Linked DNA regions of Zea mays: region 1 is linked to region 2. The links are chromatin contacts, called in public Hi-C maps. All regions are on one chromosome and are shown on one strand. Each heading gives the region's core, a stretch centred on a gene start, on an enhancer-like site or on the middle of the called end of the contact. The rest is flanking DNA. Distances are from core to core; before and after follow the strand shown.

Evidence for each region. A called contact is a pair of places that touch in the nucleus more often than the background predicts.
Region 1: a contact with region 2 is called in a Hi-C map of leaf, with 3 times the contacts expected there. The contact joins the promoter of LOC103632299 here to the promoter of LOC103632296 in region 2. A contact is called at or near these places in 4 of 25 Hi-C or Micro-C datasets (ear, endosperm, leaf and 1 more).

Annotation. Positions count from the first base shown.
Region 1 is chr7:44,307,436-44,310,135 of Zm-B73-REFERENCE-NAM-5.0, forward strand. LOC103632299 (glycosyl hydrolase family 10 protein / carbohydrate-binding domain-containing protein) reads left to right here and starts at 1,261. Exons shown (of 9, transcript XM_020541402.3): 1 at 1,261-1,735. The coding sequence starts at 1,556.
Region 2 is chr7:43,919,306-43,922,005 of Zm-B73-REFERENCE-NAM-5.0, forward strand. LOC103632296 (luc7-like protein 3) reads right to left here and starts at 1,264. Exons shown (of 9, transcript XR_555807.4): 1 at 1,046-1,264; 2 at 824-952; 3 at 689-728.

The sequences.
Region 1 (2,700 bases), core at 11-2,510, 390 kb after region 2:
TTTAAAGGAGGGTGTAATAAAAAGGAACCTTGATCAAGCAGCAAATCTCTGAGGGGATATGTAGACGATAATGAAGTCCATGTTGTGGAACAAAAGTTTATACTTCACTGAAAACACAAAACAGTTAGAAAAGTATATTGAAAATGAATATCAGTAGTAAGCTAATGAGACGATATGTATCACGGGAAAAAGAACAGAGTTAGGGCTGATTTGGGAATCATATTTCTCAAGGAATTTCAATTTTTTCGAGAGAAATTAGTTCATTTTTCCTTGAAAAATTAAAAATCTCATGTGAAAATAGTGTTTTCAAACTAGCCCGTAGAGGAAAAATATATACACAACCTTCGAAGGCCGGAGGCCCTTTTAAACTCGAAAAGTCTTCTGCCCTAATCGTCAGATTTACCTAAATGATGGAAAGAAAAATGGTTAGGAAAACTCTACACAAAAAAGATCATAGAGCACTAATTAATAAAAAAATGACATAATACACAAACATTAAGTAAGAATCAAAGAAAGTTGAGGTAACAAAGGTTTCGAAAACCGAAGGCCCTTTTAGACTGGTAATAATGCAATGGGCAATATCTATAACAACACTAATATTCTGGGGCAGCGGGTATAGTCCGGAGCCACTCGTCGTTCCTAGAAATGGCACCAAGGTGGTGAAGGTGCTGCAGGAAATGTCCAAAGCCACCGAGAGATAAATGTAACATGTGAAACCCCCTAATTGGCACGCCATCTTTTGTGGTTTTGACCCCACAACTAGTAAATTTGTATGATAGGATGGGGTTAGTGTGCCACTGTTATATTTTGACCCTGATCTAGACACAAAATAGGAAGAAAGTTTAAACTGGTTTGGAAAGAACTCTTATGTCTAGTTTGGTGCTAAAGTCTTTGATACTGGCTTTCGTTTGTTACAAAGTAGAGTGCTTGACTCTCATGTCTATGTGAGAAGTATTACAATATGAGTTTTTTTTGTACCTGTACGGTTTGACCCTTGTCCCTATACATAGTAAGAGAAACAAGTGGCCATTGTTATACGAAGATTTCAATGGGATACACCATTTCTATCCTTGACCGTGTGGTCTTTTTAGTATGTCACTGTGTGCACCCGCTTTGTCATACTTGATTAGATCAAGAGGGTTGTTAAGTCTAGCGAACATCCACCATTTTTATCCTTACGTGTGGTCCTTTCTGTTATGTCACTGTGTGTGCATCTGTTTCGTCATCCTTGATCAAACTATGATGAACAATAAAAGAGAAATATACTCGATACAGCATAAGGCACTAACACAGCCAGAACTAACGCTCGCTCAAACAACAGATAAAGGAGAACTCTCCAAATCTATAATTTAGGGTGCTTAATTTACATAACTATTGAGATGCTTTAGCAAACCACATCATCCCTTGACCAATCGACACATACCACCATTATAGTTTGATCTCTTCAAAATACTGATTAGATCGTTTATAGTGTGAAATTCAAATAGAAGGTAAAAAGAAAAAGTCTAACGAAGTTAGCTGCGGTTAGACCCTCGCATTGTTTGCAACCCTTTTCATGACGTTGACTTGTTCGACATCTTCTTCATTCCCTCCTAGCCCAGCAGGATCCTCACTGCCGATCGACGGCGCGAATCGCAGAGTTCTCTACTTCTCGATTGTCCCGCCGCCGTCCCAGCTCGCCGAACACCGACACGTCGCGGCCTCTGTCTCTAGGGGCCGCCGATCCTGCAGAGAGGTACTGCTTACGGCTTACCTCTGGCTCGCACTCATCTGGCTTTAGAGGAAGGTGTTCATCTTTATGCCTCAAAGACCCAGGAGACGAGACTGCGTAGGATAGGATAACTGGGCCTTCCTAATCCAGTAATCCTTCTCCCGCGGCATTCTTCACATCCGATTCCTTTTCCATCGCCCCGGACGCAGGCACGCGCGCCGGCATTTCTTGGGGAAGACGCTTCGGCGCCGCTGTCGCATTCACGGGCGCATCTCCGTGCCGTCCCGAATCATGCTTTTCCTTCCGTCCCAAGGTCCAAGCTGTCGTGTCGACGGTGCCGCCACCTCGGTAGCCAGTTAGGTAGGTGAGGGGAGGGAAGGTAACGACCGCCTACCTTACGCGGCTTTCCTTCCACTCCCCTGTTTTGACTTCTTGCCATTCGCTGGGTAGCTGCTGCTGCTGCTGCGGGGACGGGATTTCTGGGTTGGATGAGATGAGGAGGCGCTGCAGCTGGCTCTCGTCTTTGTTCCGCCCTCGCCGGGCTGACCGCTCGCTCCCGCAACCAGATCCACAGGGTCCCGATTCCGAGCCCAAGGTATACCAGTGGCCGCTGCATTCGTCTCTTGCTGTGGATGTTTGTTTGATTGTTTCGGTAGGCCTTGCAGTATATAGGATTTTGGTGATTTCATTAGCATAGCCAATCAGCTGTTGATTTGGTTTCCCACTGAACAAAGATTCAAGGTGCGTGTGTTGCAATCGGTTGTACATATTTCACCTTTGCTGGCTGTTTATTTAGGGAAACGACGGCAACCATTGAAGATTTGTGGTTTCCTGTTTTTTTTTGGGAGTAGATCTCACTCAGCTGAAGTCGTCTCTATCAATACTGGTGAAGCCTCCTAGATCCAAATGTAGCCCATTGGGTTTGGGAGATTCCAAGACATGTTGGGCACTCGAGTGCAGTAGACCATGCAGAACTTTTGAGAAGATCA
Region 2 (2,700 bases), core at 14-2,513:
ATCGGATGCAACTCTCACTTAATTCACCTAAAGATTTTTATTTACACAAAATATAATATTTAGAATACCTAGACACATTTCTGAACCCTTCGTTAATACGTATTCAACCTTGCTTCTTCACCATATAAGATCAAATTCCTCTCAATATTCCGCTGAGAAATTTTTTTTATGTCTTGATATAAGAAGGGCAGACCCAGTGCCAGAGACTCCCAAATATACTATAATTTTAAAATTGAGAGAACATTGTTGCTGTAGGACGTGTAATATCCTGGAGCAACTATTTATTTTTAGACTGGATAGGGGGGCATCATGGCACAGTCATTTCACAGTACAGTTCTAATGTGCTGTCTAATTTCAAACAAAAGATGTACCAGTCAAATGAAAACCTGTGGCCTAACAGGAACATAAGACAGCTTAATCCTCACAACTAAAAACTAGCCCACTCTACCATTCTAGCAATTCATATAACACAATCGTCTATTATACTTTGGTGTCATGCCATATGGCTCCCAATAGCAAGGTTTCTCTATTCCTAGTTGCAGTCTATTCAATACCCTACTTTGCTTCCTAAACATAACGCTTTATTAAAGGATTACAGCAACAAAATCATACTTATTTTTTTTACAAGAAGCATGTTGGTTTTTATTTATTTACATCTCAATATATTAAGCTTCACAACTGGTATCACCTTTCCTTGAGCTTCGGATCATGGATCCTCAAGCACGGCCCTGCAAACACCCCAACCAAACTTGTTATGAGTAAAATAAAATCACTGCAAAACATATTAAGAAAAAGAGAGAAAGAAACGAAGGAACGGCCATACCGAGATTGCTCTTGGTGTTGACGAAAAGGTCGTGGGGACAGAACCGGACCATGTAGGGGCCGCACACGTCCGGATCGTCCCACTTCAGCTCCTTGTGCCCCTTCTTCTCCTCCTCCGTTAGGTTACGAGCTGCGAACGACAGCACCCGCGACGCGGTTAGGGGTAGGGATAGGGCACGGGCCGGCGTCATTCGGGCGAGGGGGGATCTGGTGGGTACTTTACCTGTGCCCATGAGCTCGTCAAGGAGGGCTCGCTGCGCGTCCATGGCGGAGAGGGCAAGGAGCCGTCAAGAAACCCTAAGCCAGGCAGCCCCTTGCTTCACTTTCTTTACCCTTTCCTCAGGACGATTTGGATTTGGGCTCGTCCTAGTAGAATCTAGGAACAGACGAAGATAAGGCGCGTTTGGTTTTAGTCACTAATTTTTAGTCTTCTGGTTTAGAGCAACTTAAATAGTTTTACAAAATACTACTTAAATCAATAATTATAAAGTTAAACCTATCGGGGAACATAATTAGGGGTACCCTTAAGGCTCCTAATTCTCAGCTGGTAACTCCCATCAGCATAAAGCTGCAAAGGCCTGATGGGTGCGATTAAGTCAGGGATCAGTCCATTCGAAGGACTCGATCACGCCTGACCCGAGCTTAGCCGCGGACAAGGGCAGCCGACCCCGGAGGATCTTCGCCTCGTCCGAGGCCCCCCTCCAGCGGCGAACATATTTCCGGCTCGCCCGAGGCCCTATCTTCGCCAAGAAGCAACCCTGACCAAATCGCCGCACCGACCGACCAAATCGCAGGAGCATTTAATGCAAAGGTGGCCTGACACCTTTATCCTGACGCGCGCCCCTCAGCCGACAGAGCCGAAGTGACCGCCGTCACTTCGCCGCTCCACTGACCGGTGTGACAGAAAGACAGCGCCGCCTGCGCCGCTCCGACTGCGGAGCCACTTGACAAAGTGAGGCTGACAGGCAGTCAGGCCCGGCCGCAGGCACCATAGGAAGCTCCGCTCCGCCCGACCCAGGGCTCGGACTCGGGCTAAGCCCCGGAAGACGGCGAACTCCGCTCCGCCCGACCCAGGGCTCGGACTCGGGCTAAGCCCCGGAAGACGGCGAGCCCCGGAAGACGGCGAACTCCTCTCCGCCCGACCCAGGGCTCGGACTCGGGCTAAGCCCCGGAAGACGGCGAACTCCGCTCCGCCCGACCCAGGGCTCGGACTCGGGCTCAGCCCTAGAAGACGACGAACTCCGCTCCGCCCGACCCAGGGCTCGGACTTGGGCTAAGCCCCGGAAGACGGCGAATTCCGCTCCGCCCGACCCAGGGCTCGGACTCGGGCTAAGCCCCGGAAGACGACGAACTCCGCTTCGCCCGACCCCAGAACTCGAACTCCGCCCTAGCCTCAGCCAACGGCCTCCGCCTCGCCCGACCTAGGGGCTCGGACTCGACCTCGACCTCGAAGGAGCCTCCACATCGCCCAACCTAGGGCGCGGGCCGGCCACGTGGGAGGCGCCATCATTACCCTACTCTAAGCTGACTTAGGCTACGGGGAACAAGACCGGCGTCCCATCTGGCTCGCTCCGCCAGATAGGCAATGATGGCGCCCCGCACGCTCTTTGATGATGGTGGCTCTCGGCCCCCTTACGGAAGCAAGAGGACGTCAGTAAGGACTCGACAGCCCCGACAGCTGTCCCTCCGCCAGGCTCCAGCGCTCCTCCGACGGCCACGACATCACACAAACCGGGCGCCAAAACCTCTCCGGCCGCCACGATGGCATGTACTTAGGGCGCTAGCTCTCCTCCGCTAGACACGTAGCACTCTACTACACCCCCCATTGTACACATGTATCCTCTCCTTACGCCTATAAAAGGAAGGATCAGGGCCCTC